2 separate regions of the Triticum aestivum genome follow, and region 2 is linked to region 1. The links are chromatin contacts, called in public Hi-C maps. All regions are on one chromosome and are shown on one strand. The core of a region is the stretch at or near the end of the contact, and the rest is flanking DNA. Distances in the headings are between cores, read along the strand shown.

The links. Hi-C and Micro-C count contacts between places; a contact is called where the count stands out from the background.
Region 2: a Hi-C map of leaf shows a contact between it and region 1, with 4 times the contacts expected there. The contact joins the promoter of LOC123046853 here to the promoter of LOC123042223 in region 1. A contact is called at or near these places in 3 of 5 Hi-C or Micro-C datasets (all in leaf).

The regions. Positions count from the first base shown.
Region 1 is chr2B:706,222,046-706,229,384 of IWGSC CS RefSeq v2.1, forward strand. LOC123042223 (cyclin-P1-1) reads left to right here and starts at 4,038. Exons shown (of 2, transcript XM_044464721.1): 1 at 4,038-4,531; 2 at 5,280-5,767. The coding sequence starts at 4,149. The coding sequence ends at 5,631.
Region 2 is chr2B:706,431,232-706,438,725 of IWGSC CS RefSeq v2.1, forward strand. It overlaps LOC123046853 (peroxisome biogenesis protein 22), which reads left to right and starts at 2,794. Exons shown (of 9, transcript XM_044470284.1): 1 at 2,794-3,149; 2 at 5,420-5,650; 3 at 5,732-5,779; 4 at 5,878-5,934; 5 at 6,015-6,116; 6 at 6,329-6,394; 7 at 6,495-6,596; 8 at 6,676-6,798; 9 at 6,970-7,221. The coding sequence starts at 3,000. The coding sequence ends at 6,789.

The sequences.
Region 1 (7,339 bases), core at 2,788-5,287:
CAAAGATTTATAAGCCTGCAACTACAGGCCGTGATCTTGTTTGGTTTGGCCTAGTATAGTCCAATCTATGCTCACCATTATGATTATTTCCAATAAAATTATTTTTTTAAGTCGGGCAAAACTAACTTGACTCAACCATTGTGGTCCTTATCCCTCCATTGTGGTTGCCTTCCCTCACTGCATTGCATCCATCAAGCAAAAAATAAGAAGATAACCTTCCATCCATCCATATCTCACTGACGATGATATTACAAACAATCTCTTACCGACCGCTTTCTCAGCCTCTCCCCTTCTAGTGACGGGTCTTGCATCTACAAGATGCAGTCGGTGTTGGGCACCACACTTCCCCCCTCTTTATTCAGTGACGCCATCCTCACCTCCAGCTCTTGCTCCCACCATCTCAAACCTCGTCCCCACTACTGCTCTTGGCACCACCACCTCTTCACCCCTCGTCCTCTTCCTAACTCCCTCCCCTTAAATACATGCCTTACACAACTAACATCCGCCCTTGGTCGCCTCTGCCAGACTCTTCGCCAGCACGACATACATTGCTCGATCACCAGCCTTCTTGAATCGAAGTAGCAATCCACATGATGTGGTGTGCCGAAGAGATCATGCATTCCAAAGCAGGGCCTAACATTCTACCACAAATTGGAGGAACAAAAATAAACCATTACTTGAACATTGCATTGGCCACTCTAACGAAACATCTTGTTACCAAGTCGAGTGTTCTACTCTGCCGATGAGATCATGTGCTCATATGCAGTTTGGACCCCCCCCCCCCTCGTGCAATTGTGTTGCCTATGTATACTACACTGATGCTAGGCTGTGGGCTAATCCTGATGCCGGGTTGTACAATTGTGCTGCCCATGTCTACTACATCGATGCCGGGTTGTGGGTGATGCCAGGTTGTACAATTGTGCTGCCTGTGTCTTATGTAGAGAAGCTCAAGTCGATAGTGATCATCTCTTTCTTTCGGGAAATCTGAAAAAAAAGAGGAACAGGAGGGTCTTCAGCGATGAGCGCCCATTCAAGAGCTATGCCGGTCGCAACATTGTTGTGGATATCCTCCTCTAGCGTTGGCGTCGCTCATGCTCGATCTTCAAGTCCAATCTTGAAGCTTGGGTGCAAATTTTCGTACCGTCGCTATAGCTGCCACACAAATGTTACACTTCCTCCACTTTTACATGTTTGCGGTGCTTTCGGTTGTTACGCCCGATTTGTTTCAGAACCTTTCGAGGACTTTAGAGAGTTTTTTTTGCAGGGGCTTTAGAGAGGTTTTCAACCCTGGTGTACCAGTGCAACTGAACTTTTGTTGTGGGTTTAATTTGTTTTTGAATTTGTGTGACATGGTAAATCTATGTTGTGTATAACTCAGAATTTTTAAAAGGTCTTCGAGCTTTTGGTGTGTGCCGGCTGCTGCCTTAAGGGCATCTCCAGCCGTTCGGACCCCCGGGGCGCCTAAATAGAGCGGCCTGGGGGCGTGCCGGCGCTAGTTCGGCCTCTGGGGGCGACCTAGCTCCCAGTCACGCCCCCACGCGCCGGTCCCAGGATGCGGAAAATTTAAACTTAGTTGTTCCCGCTCTCAAAAGACGCCGCAAATCTGGCGATCGGACGTAGTCTGGCGTTACAAAAAACAGAGAGCCGCCGCCGCAAGTTCGCGTGCGCAACGATTCACTCGGCGGGGTCGGCTCCAGGCGTTGGCGGAGTCGGCGTGCGCGGGCTCATCGGTGTCGGAGCTGCTTCGGTGTTGTGCTGCGTCGGCGCGGCTTCGGCGCTGCTGGGCGGCGATGTAGAGGCGTCGTTCGGCCTTGGCGTCCGTGTGGTCGTGGGCGTCGTCGGCGTCGTCGGCGTTGCCGTCGGCAGCTCGTTCAGGATGAGGCCGCGCTGCACCAGGTACCACGCCTTGAGCTTCTCGTCGTTGCTCTGGAGCATGTCCGCCCCGCTCATCAGAAAAGCCATGTCGGTGTTCCTCTTCTTCGCGGCGACGTTCGTCCGGAGCAGGCCGAGCTTGATGGCGTTGCTCTTCATTAGCGACGACCACCGCGCCTCGGTCTTCTCTTCGCGTAGGACGGCCCGAGCCTGGGCGTTGGCGAGGCAATGCTCGATGGACTCCTGCACTCGCGCGGTTGCCGCGTCGGCGCTTTTCCCCTTCTTTGCCAATTTGTGACCGTCCGACCGCCCCTCTGACGCGCCCGGAGTCGTCACGTCCGGCTTGTATGTCTCCTTGGCCTTGTCGAGGGCACGTCGGACTTCCGCCCACTTCTCGCACTTGTCGATGCGCTTGTAGACGTGGAGGTGCTCGAAGTCGGCGTCTTGGTTGTCGCCCCGATACATGGCGAACATACGCAGCAGCTGCGCGGAGGGACGAACAGTTGGCGGGCGGCGGGCGTAGGGGACGAAGATATGCGGGCGAACGGCGTGCGTACCTGATCCTCAACGCTGGCGCCGCTCTCCGGGCGAGCCGCGACCTCCTCGACGATTCCATGCCATTTGTTGCACGCCAACTGGATACGCCCCCAATGGTTCGCTATCGCCTTGGAGCCGCGCTGCATGTAGACGCCTTTGAAGTAAGGGTCGACGAGCTTTCGCTCGTCGAACTCGGCCTTGATGCGGTCTCAGTACGTCTCCAAGCTCTGGTTCGCGCCGGTGGTCGGGTCGAGGCAGACGACTTTCCATGCTTCGGCGAGGCATTCCTCCTCCTTGGACGCCCACTTGATGCGCGGTTCGCCGGACCTAGCCGCCCGCTTCTTCTTCTTCTGGCGCCCCTTCGTCGGAACAGGAGCCGGCTCCTCCTCCTCCTCCTCCTCCTCGGGTCCCTGCGCGTCGTCGCCATAGACGTAGCCGAGCTCGGCCTCCATGTCGCCGCTGAGGTCCACTACCTCGTCCTGGGTGGCGAACCCGGGAGACGCGGCGGCCGCGGTCGATCCTGTCGCGATGATGTCTTCCATGTCAGCTCCCGTGTCGTCGGCGTCGCCGAGGTGCGAGAAGGGTAGCGGTCCGCGGTAGAGATGGGGCGTCGGTGTGGACGCGTAGGCGGCGGGCGGTGAGTAGTTGTATGGAGGGTACTGCACACCGACGAAGGCGGGCGAGGGCGTGCGCGTAGCGGGGTGACCATGAGGGAAGGTCATGTTTGGGTTGAACCCACCGTGCGCGTCGCCGTCGGCGTAGCCGGGCGACGATGAACCCCATGGAGATCCGGCGCCTTACTGTCCCCAAGGCGCGTACTGGGCGTGGCTGACGACGGGTGGATTCATCCCCGCCTGGTCGGCCGATTAGGAAGACGCCGCCGCGCGCGCCGCGTTGTCGCGGATCTTCTTGGCTATGGCCTTGTTCCGCCTGTCGATGGTGACTGCTTCGCGCCGCTGAACTTCCACCCTCCACTCGGCGTTCGACAGGCCCGGTGGCTTCGATGGCGGCGCCCTCGGCTTCCTCTGCTTCGGCTGGGCCACAGCGCCAGCCGCGATTGCCGCCGCGCGCGGCATGACGTACTTCTTCGGCGGCATGGCGTGCTTCTTCGTGGCGAGCGGGAGGGGGTTTGGCGGGAGAAAGGAAGAGAATGGCGGGAGGAAGGCGAGCGAGCGGGAGAGATGCGAGGGAAAAGCATCAAGAAACGGCGGAACAAGGCCCTCGGGTCGCCTCCAGGGTGGGCCCACGCGCCTTTTTCGCTTGTGCCGGCTCCCCAAGCCCCTCCCCAGGGCGCCGGGTTCGGCCTGGGTCCGCCGACACCAGTTTTGGCCCGAGCCGACGAAAAACGAGCTTCTGGAAGCGCGACTGGGGCCTTTTTTTTGGCTCCGGCGCGGTAAAATCGTCTGAGGAGGGCCTGTTGGGGGCGCGGCTGGAGATGCCCTAACCCAGCCAGTGGTGGGGAGCAAGAGAACTTGTAAGACATGCCTAAAAAGGAAAGGGAAAGAAATGAAGGATTTTCTCCGGTCGGGATCGAATCGAAACGGGAAAGAATTGTCTCGCGCGCGACCCCACCATATCCGCTCCACCCAGCTTTGGGAGGCCGACATCGTGAGAAAGCTGCACCAGTCAGCCGCGCCCACACCCGCGGCTAAACCACCGCCAAGCGAACCGGCAGCCGGCAGACGCCCCCACCCACCCAGCACGAGACAGCCGAGAGCACCGTGCGACGAGCCGACAACATGGGCGACGTGGCCGTGGCAGCGGGCGGGCTCTCCTCCCCGCCGACCCCTCCGCCGCCAGAACTGAGCATGGTGGCGCGCGCCGTGGAGCGGCTCGTGGCGCGAAACGACGCGCTGCTGCTGCTGGACGCGGAGCAGGGCGGCGCCGAGGGGATCACCGGGATGGCGGCGTTCGAGGGCACGGGGCCGCCGCGGATCGGCGTGGCGCAGTACCTGGAGCGGGTGCATCGCTACGCGGCGCTGGAGCCCGAGTGCTACGTGGTGGCCTATGCGTACGTCGACCGGGCCGCGCACCGCCGCCCGGCGGCCGCCGTTGCGTCCAAGAACGTGCACCGGCTGCTCCTCGCCTGCCTCCTCGTCGCCTCCAAGGTCCTCGACGACTTGTAAGTTTTCTTTCTCTTCTTCCTTCCATGCTACTCGACGACCAAAGCAAGAACAGAGTAGGAATTCTATCACCATTGCTGTCAAACTAGACAAGAACAGCCAAAGAAGCATAACCATCACGTACTAATGATGTACTACTAGCTACTAAGATAGTGCCGTACGACCGAGGGGCAGAGCTAGGGATCCAGACCAACCATGACCACAACAAACTTTGGAGAAACATTGCCACAGCTAGTTTTGGAAAAACATGGCCACGATAAATAGATCAAAATCTAGAGACGGCAATGGAGAATACTAGTGGTACTTTGTATGGCAGTGAGACACTTTCATTCAAGTGGAAGAAAGGGAAAGGGCGTGTACGATTTTGCCTGTGCTCGATCAGTTAATCCTTGTCACATCAGTCGGTTAGGTGTTACCACACACTCAAGAATAACGACTGGTAGGTGTAGTACGTACACTGCCTATGTGTGTAGCGCTCCATGCATGATCCATCCGTATTTAATTATGTCGTCGTCAAACAAAAGTTTAGACTTTTCAAAGTACAGTACATGACAGGTACCTGCATACATAAAGAACGTCTTGATCAGATAGATCGCGGAGATATACGGCGTGATTGTTGCGACGTTGATCAGGATGAATTACATTTTGCTCGGCGTTTTTTTACATACGCATGTTCCATGGTGAAAATCAATAAGTGTAAGTAAACTGATTAGCTGAACCCTGTGTTGGATGTTGACACGCGTGCAGCCACCACGACAACGCCTTCTTCGCGCGCGTGGGCGGCGTGAGCAACGCGGAGATGAACAAGCTGGAGCTGGAGCTCCTCGGCGTGCTCGACTTCGAGGTCATGCTCAGCCGCCGCCTCTACGACCTCTACCGCGCGCACCTCCACAAGCAGCAGGCCGACGACCGCCACGACACGTCCAACAAGCCGGATCAAGAGCCCTCAAGGGTCGACGGCGACGAGGAGGACCACGATGATGACCGGATCACGCGGCTGCCTGAAGGCGTCTTGCGGTACGACTGGAGCCAGCAGGCGCCGGCGGCGAACGGCGGGCGGCGGCACTCGTCGTCGCAGGCACCGTCGCGGTACTCCTAGCTAGCTTCTGGGCTAGGCCACGTACAGCGATCGATGTGCACATTAACTAACTGTGTACGTACTGCTCGGATTCGATGTGTATGGACGTTGAATGGAATGCACTAAGACTGGAGTTAAATCCGGTACCGTGTTTTCAGAGTCCCCGGTGTTTTTTTTTTGGATAGAAAAGGGTTTTATTCCTCGATAATAGTATTACAGTCAGCTAAAATAAGACTAGAGATACTGCCTGAAACTTGGGGCAACCAACATGCGGTGCTACCTGCAAAACGACCAATATTAGCTAGAACTAGAGACTCGCGCGTTAGTTCTTCACTCGTGAAATTAACCTTTCTATATTTATAGATTATTGTGGTCAGTTGTTTTGTTTTGATTTTATCTGTGTTGGCTTTGTGTTTTAGTTTTTTATTGGTGATGTTGTTTTGTTCGTATATCGTGTTGGGTTGGTGTTGGAGTATTTTTTTCAAAAGAAGAGAGAAGTTATTTTATGCGTATTTGTGAAATCTTTACACATTTTGGCCTTAGTGTCAGCCCGTTGGTGATTGTTTGAGCATCTTGGGAGATCTTATTTCATGTTAAACCTATGTAATTGCTACAGTCACGCTCACATGGGCCAGTACACGAAGTTCTTGCTCGCTCAGCTTGGCTTCCTGCACCTTTCGCTCGTTTAATTTTTTCCCTCACCCCACTGCTAGCTTAGAAAAAATCGCCTATCTTTTTTCATTTGAAAAGGTTAGTTAAATTAAATGATGTTTAAAGAACTTTAAAAATATTATACTTTTAAAAACCATGAATTTTATAAACATTCATGAATTTAAAATATATTCATGGCTTAAAAAATGTTCACAAAATAAAAAGTTTTCAAATTTAAAAAATGTTCACAAGTTTAAATGACCGTGACTTTAAAAATATGAACACAAATTTAATCAATACTAATGAATTTGAATATTTTAAAAATATTTTTATGTTTTTTAAAATAGATAAATTTTAATAAATGCTCATGAATTAAAGCATGAAGAAAAACTAATAAAAGAGAAGAAGAAATAAAACTAAATAACACACTTATGCGTGGGGCCTTAGTGACCCCCACAACCATCAAAGCACCAGAGCGCTTCAATTTAAGGGAGCTTAGTATCTCTATAGATATGAGCAACACTGTTTTGATGACGTTCAATCTTTTTCGAAATAAAACCACACGGTTCCGGAAATTTCTTAATTTCCGTCATAAGGTTTCCATAGGCAGATCTGTGAAGTGAGTCATCCGTCAACGCCGCCACCACAATTGAACTATCAGCTGAATCATAAGAGAAAGATCAGATCTTTGCAAGGTGAAAGATACTCCTTCCAAGATGACGCTGATTTCAGAATCAAGGGCATCTTTGCAATGAAAAAAATAGCGATGTGCAGGGAAGATAACAACTCCCTCTGAATCTCTTAATATCATGTGCGATCCCGCCAACCCGGTCTCTTTGACAAAAGAGCCATCCACTGATAAGGCCACCTAGCCCGGTGTTGGCTTTGGAGAGGATCGACGCCATGCTGGTTTCGACTTACCCCTCTACCTTGGGTTGGTGGTTTAGCTGTGGTTTTTTCTTTTGTTCGGGACAAGAATCCATTGTCAAGTTGCTTCGGCTACCACGCCCACAACTTCTCATGTATATGTATGTGCTATCTGTTGTACCTTCTCTGTACTCGCTCTACTCTTTGGTTG
Region 2 (7,494 bases), core at 1,544-4,043, 210 kb after region 1:
AGCGGACATTTGTGGAATGTGCTATGCATAAAGGCGCTTCGGCCTTTAACTTGCAAGGCTATCAAGAAATCTGATGGCAGGACCAGAAACAAAGTATTTCCTAAATCAAACTTTACAACTCTTGCATGACTTTTCGAGCCTAATTCAGTATAAGACACAAAATGCACATTTTGAGAAAAGCATTTTAAGATTGCAACTCTGATCTAGTTAGTACCAGTCTCTAGACTGTGGTAGTGGACATTTGTGGAATGTGCAACACCACACCATAAAGGCGCTATAGACCATTGACTTGTAGAACGTTTGCCAACAAATCTATTGGCAGTATCGAAACAAAGTAGTTCCTAAATTGGGGACGGCAAAAAGAAGAGATATTGGCCAACATATTTTGGCGACTAGGGCACTGATGACGACATGGCATCCAAGGTGGTCTTGAATGAATAAACGACTACTCAACGACATATTTCATGGACCATGGTTGTGTGATGCTTGATGGCTGACGTCGATTGGCTGGGTAGGCCTTAATATTATTATTAGAAAAAAATCTGCATTGTTAGACGGAAGTCTCAAACATGTTAAAGAACTACTAGTATATTTTTGTTGCATCAAACCAAGTTATATGTGGAAGCAAGATTGCCAGCCATAACAACATGTCTAAAATATCTGAAGTGTAAAAGGACACCTATGAATTTTTCATATGATAAACTTAGAAAAGAGAGGCATGAAAAATACGAACATTGTTCCAAAAAAAGAGGAGTTGGAAGTGGATATGCTTTAATAACATGGCAACTTATTTTTCTCCTCAAAATAGGAAGACAAAAGAAATTTGATTTGACCAAAGCTAATAAGATACACACTAATTCAATGGTAGTTTCCAAACAAAGCATGCCAACCTAATAACTTACCCTTGTTATCAACAGAAAGTAAAACCAGCAGGAGTCACATGACATCATATGCACATTTGAAGGCAATGAATTACCTCATATGAATGATTGAACAATATTTTCTCTTAGTTGATGGTTGGATCATTTGCTCCAATCAACATACACTATTAAAAAGTAAGCAAAAGACTAGTGTTGTGTAGAATCATGTAACACAAGAAAAAATCATGAGTCGAAGCTAATCCAAGCCTATGATTTCTCACCCTGTGAGGAAAAGTCCAGAAAATGCAAAAAATGTGTAAGGGCAACATTAGCATTAGCATGCCAAGCATAAATGGAAAACAAAGGTAATACCTACAATTTCAAAGCAAAAAACACATGATGGTGGAGTGGTTAATGTACTCGATACACATATAAACCTGAAAATGATATAATCTATTGCACTAACAACTCACAAAAAAACATTAGGAATTGCAGTATGCAGTCAGTCAATCAAAATGCAACTTAATTTGGAAGAACAAAACTTCACAAAAATGTAATAGGTGGATACAAAAGCTATATTCAAGTGAAGGCCCTATTATAATACATGCTTGAAGAAAGGGAATTCGAATTATTTGATAAATTGGATATGTAGATAGCTCTTAGGAAAGAGGCAGCATGCTATTGTTGACTATCAGAGCTTGTTACATTACAAAAGCAAAGTTAAACGATTGCAACAAAAAAACTACACAAAAAGTCATAGGTGCACACATAAGCTATTTTAACATGAATAGGAAGATATCACACCCCTCGTAGATGGTCCTACCCTCAGACTACACTATCTTCATGCACTCTGTGGCGTCTTATACCACAACTTGGAGACCTGGTGTGAGTAGGGAAGTTGGGACAGATGATGGTGATGTGTAGGGGATTAGTTATGGGAAGAGTTTTGCGTTTGAATGGATCTGTCTACAAAAAAAGTATTCATCTCAATTCATTGACTAAGTCATAAGAATCTAAGTTTTCTTTTTTCCATATTTTTGTACATAGGCCATCATTGTTATAAGTTAACTAAACAACAAAATATGACACTGGTTTTGAAAATAAAGAGAGGAAGAGAAGATAACATACTAATTTTGCACATCGTAACACAGCTTCGTACACACCCTTTCCCTATGTTTATGCATAACAAGTCTAGGTGGAAAGAATATGCAAGAATTAGGATTCATGAATTTCTTACCAAGCAGATAAGAACACTTCATTATGTTGGCCTCGAGTCCTTTCAGAATGCTGGAATAAGAAAAGCATGAGATTAGAATGGCATGTCATATTGAATCCTATAGGATTAGAAAACCACATGAATTTGGATCAAAAGAGTGTTTGATGCCATAAGAAAAACAAAGGGATTCTACAAAGAGGGTTGAGTGGATGAAAATTTTCCTCCAAACTAACATGCGAAGCAATCCTTGTGTTTCCCCCCCTAAGTATTATACATTTCTCTCTACCACTTGCTCACTCATTTTTCCTCCAAACTAACATGCGAAGCAATCCTCGGTACACTCATGTGTCTTAATTGAGGCAGAGCATAGACTGTCTGTACATATGGAGAACAATATGGTTGTTTGTAATTTCTGGAAAACACGTGTATAATCTCTATTACTCCTTGTGTAAACTAATGTAAAACGTTTTTGCAGTTTGAATTGAACTACAAAAATGTATTACATTAGTGTACCGAGGTAGTATTTGATTCAAAAAATAATATATATATATTCTTTTAAATGAAACACAAAAACGTCTTTTGGTCCCGGGCCGGGCGTGGCATTTTCAGGTAGGGCCTTCCCAAGCCCGGCCCATGGCCTGCCCGGGGTATAACCGGAATAGCTCCCCTTACCCAAGGCCTTAACTGCGAAAACGAGCTTTTTTCCCACGCCAGGTCGTGACAAAAACAGCACGAAGCAGCCGCTTTTCCTCTTTCTCTCTCTTCCTCCTTTCGCCCCGACATCTCACAGGTCACACAGCCCACCGCCCCCTCCAACCCCACCTCAAATTACACTTCAGCCCCCCCGCCTCGCCGCGACCGACGAGCGCCTAGGAGGGACCCCTAGGGTTTGTCTGTCTGAGCCGCCCGTCTCGTCGGCGGCGATGGCGTCGGAGTCCGCCGCCGCGGCGGCTTCGTCCCCGGCGGCGCGGGCCGGGGGCGGGAAGGACGAGGAGCTGGCCGATCTGGTGCGGCGCATCGTCGACGTCCTCTCCCGCTACTCCGATCGCCTCCCCTTCGACCTCGACCGCCAGGTTTCCGCTCGGATCTGTGGCCTCGCTCCCGTCCCGTCAACTGATGCCTGAATGATCTGTCGCTAGTACTACCTCGTAGCTGAGGAATTCCCTTTTTCAGGGTACATCTGAAAAAAGGTCACACTTCAGAACCAGTAAAGGGCGCAGTCAATTGCTCATTCATTGATGCTTCTTAGCTGTGTATAGGCCACCGGGTGTTCTGCTGCGCTAGATATTAGTGCCTAGGTTGCGAAGCATCGATTCAGTAATGTCTTGTTAGCTGCTGCGCAAGCTTCGGGCATGTACAAGGTGGGGATTCGCAGGTGAACTGTAAAGCATGTCTCCTATTTTTCAGGGTAATGCGTGATCGGTTTCGGCTAAAGGTCAGGGGATTGCTTTGGTCCTTGTGATTTTGATGTCTCCTTGGCTGAAAGAATCAGTCAGTACTGCTATATAGGATTGCCGGTTACTCAGAAAGATGCAAACTTTTGGATGGCCACTATGTGATCTCGAGATGATATACCGCTGTGGGCAGATAGTGACGGGGTGTTTTTTGCTATGCCTGAATTTACTATATATTAAGGTCAGACTGCCAAATGGCAAATATTCTTTAGTTGATAGATTATGATGTCCTAAATCAATAGAGCATACCTATTTAACCCCTTCCATTCCGGCCAGAATTACCTGATCATTCTGCTTCAGAACAAAAACAGCACGCAGCAGCATGCATTCCGTACGGGCCATAATTCTGGCAATTCCAGCCAGGACACTGCAATAGCAAAGCAGCCAAAAATCAACAAGAAACAGTTTTCTTCTAGGAACAGCAGATTAATTTGATGTTTTTGGTCTTTTCCCATTCATAGTGAAGGTGCAGATTAAGTAGAAACAGCGCGCAAAAGAACACAAAAATGGAGATGTTTTTAGTCTACAGGAGGGGAACTGCCATTAGATAGAAATCTGTGGGAGAGGAGTGGGTGCACTGGAGCATACCTTGATGCTGAGCCTGAGAGGCGAAGGAGTCAAGGAGCCCACCACCGGCGAGCTACTGCTGGAGCCTAAGGGGGGCAGGAGTCAGGGAGCATGGCGGTGAGATGCTTCTGTTGCCTGAGGGGGGAAGAGACGAGGAGCCCACCACCGGCTTGCCACGAGCGAGCTATTGGCCTGCTGTTGGAGCCTGAGAAGGGGAGGGTGCGGGGAGCACACCGCCATCTTGCGGCCAGTGTGCTGCTGCTAGAGCCTGAGAGGGGGAGGAGGCAAGTAGCCCACTGCCGGCTTGTCGCCGGTTTGCCTGCTAGATCTGGTGGCGCCGCCAAGAGTGGGTACAGCAGGGAGGAAGAGGATCCGGAGTGGAGGCTGGACACAAGGGATGGGGACAGGCTATGGTTAGGATATGCCCCTTACTCAGTTTTTGCTGGGCCGGGCCAGGCCGTACAAGAAAGGATCAGGGAAGCTTCTGAAATGTATCTAAATTAAGATACTTTATTATTGCCATACTCACCGATACTCCACTGATACATATCGGGAATGTATCCTTATCAGATACAGTATTTGATACGACACGCTGGTTGCCGGACAAATCGGTGCCACATAGCGAGGTGGTACTATTGTCCTGAGGTTCTACTTTTACCGAGAGCCAGTATACATGGAATATTCGACCTGGTGCTTTGTAGGCTTTGCCGTTCTCTTGTTGTAAACAATGCTAGGCCAAGCTATCATTAACCCTTTCATCATTTTTTCACATTTTATCTTTCTTTTAATTATATGACTTGTGTCTATAAATTGAATACACATTAATTAATATGTCCGTAGCGAAACGGAATGCTCTGGTAATGAGACATTCCGTTTCAAACACCAAAGCAACATAAGTAAGCACTTCATGCAAGACATCAAGACCTGTGACGTCTATAATTGCAAATTAACACTGTTTGAACAACGATATGATTCCACAAAGTATAAGTGTTTGATGCAAACAGTGGACTGATCAGTGCATTGTGTGTTACTTGGCTAGAACAAAAGGATATATCAAGTTTTGTGGGTTCTATAGTGCTAGGCCCCATGACTTGCCATTTTTATGATATGTTATTTTGAGTCCTGGTTGCCAGAATTATTGAAGTACTTCTTTCATTTCCTCGTTTAGAAACTTCGCTTGCTTACTACACTTGCTGCAATTGTCATCACAAGTTTTGTGGGTTCTCAAGTGCTAAGTCCCATGACTTGCCATTTTTATGATATGTTATTTTGAGTCCTTGTTGCCAGAATTATTGAAGTACTTCTTCTGTTTCCTCGTTTAGAAGCTTCGCTCGCTTACCACACTTGCTGCAATTGCCATCACAATTGTATTTGCCTGGAAACTGTTGAGAGCTCCTCCAGAGCAACCTCGGAGGCCACGGAGACGGGATGCTCCATCATCTAGCAACACAAGCAGTAGATCACAGCCAGGTGCTTTGGTCGGAACGAATGCCTGCTCATCGGTAGATTCAAGAGCACATGAAGCGATCAATCAGCTTTTCCAACCAGTAAATGTAGTGCTTTCTTTGTTTATTTCTAAATAATGTTAATGTTTAAATAACCCTGAGGTTGATAGTTGCCTGTTTCTTCTTCAGCTGACTCTTGAGCAGCTTGTCAGGCATAAACTGAGCGAAGGGCGAAGGGTACTGTGCAAACCACTGCTTTTAGTGTTGTTACAAAATTTCGAGCATCCTGTTGGACCAAGGCATGTGTTTCACTAATGTGGGAAGAACTGTTTCAGGTTACCTGCCGGTTACTTGGTGTGATTTTGGAGGAAACAACTCCAGAGGAGCTCCAGGTGGGCAGAAATGCTTCAGCAAATTTTGCTATTTTTTATTGACTAACTAATGAATTCATGGATGTATTGTCTTTCTTCAGAATCATGTCACAGTGAGACCTTCTGTCTTGGAGGTTCTTCTAGAAATTGCAAAAATTTGTGATGTCTATCTGATGGAGCATGTTCTTGATGATGAAAGTGAGGTAGGTCTTGAAAGAGCCCTCGTGTTCTCTTGTTACTTTATTATGGTGTGCACCATCATCATATGCATGCCAAATAATGTTTTTCATTTCACTACAGCTCATTTGTTTTGGAATTTAGAGTTTGCATTATTACAAGTATGTGCTTCATTACCTAGTTTAGTGTTTGGAGCAGACCATTTTAACTTGACCCCCACACCTTTGAATTGATGCAGGAAAAGGTACTGTCTGCCCTAAGTGAAGCTGGGCTTTTTACCGGTGGCGGTTTGGTGAGAGAGAAGGTAAACTTCATAAGACCTTGTAAACAGACATATATTACTACTTTAGTTTTGGATATATGGAATAGGAGTTTGAAATATAACTCTTTGCTGAAATCTGCAGGTTCTCTTCTGCAGTACGGAAATTGGCCGCACCTCTTTCGTCCGGCAACTGGAACCTGACTGGCACATTGACTCGAGTCCTGAAATTGTTCACCAGTTATCTGTAAGTCACAAATGCACCAGTGCAGAGGTTTGATTTGCTATCACCATTGCAGAGGTTTGATTTGCTATCTCCATTGCAGAGGTTTATCAAGTATCAGCTGCACATTTCGCCACAGCAAACGGAAAGGGTGTCACCCAATGTTTTCAGCTCTGCAAGCTTGGAACAGTTCTTTGGAGGCCTTGATCAGAGATGACAAAGTGAGGTACAACAGGAACTAATATACAGATCTACATGTGCATTTGCGTGTTTTTATGGAACTAAATAATTGGTTCGACGCATCTTATATAACCAAAGTGAGAGCTCAAGATAACAGAAAATACATATACTCTTCTACCTGAAAAGCTCTTATGTTTTGAATGTGCATAATTTGCAGGTCAGACTCAAGTGAGCCGTGGCATAGTGAGAGCGCAGAGGAACATCATTGTTCAATTTATTTTCTTGAATGGTGCAATTCGTTTTTCTTGTATTGTGTGTAAAAGTCTTGTTGTGGCTAGTACTAAACTTGTTCTGCAATGCCCCATAAGCTATGGATAGAAAGACAGTACCTGTAGATTCATGTATCAACATTGTCCCTGTATAACCAAAGTAAACAGCTGTCAAGATGATGATATGTATTTCACAAACACCAGCACTAGCGCTCCGGCAGAGATAGATGATATTGATGCCACCCCTTGACCTCCACAGTTCTAGGGTCTGGGCTACATCGTACATGTAGCCATTCTTTTGACAAAATAATGATTCCAAAACAGTATTTCTGTACCTCGAAAGAATCTGAGAAATGTATACATATTTTAATATGTGGTGTAAAACAAATACATAGAACAAAATGGGCTTCTTTTAGCCTATACAAAATATGTTATTTTATATATACTAGCAAAACGGCTTGTGCGTTGCAATG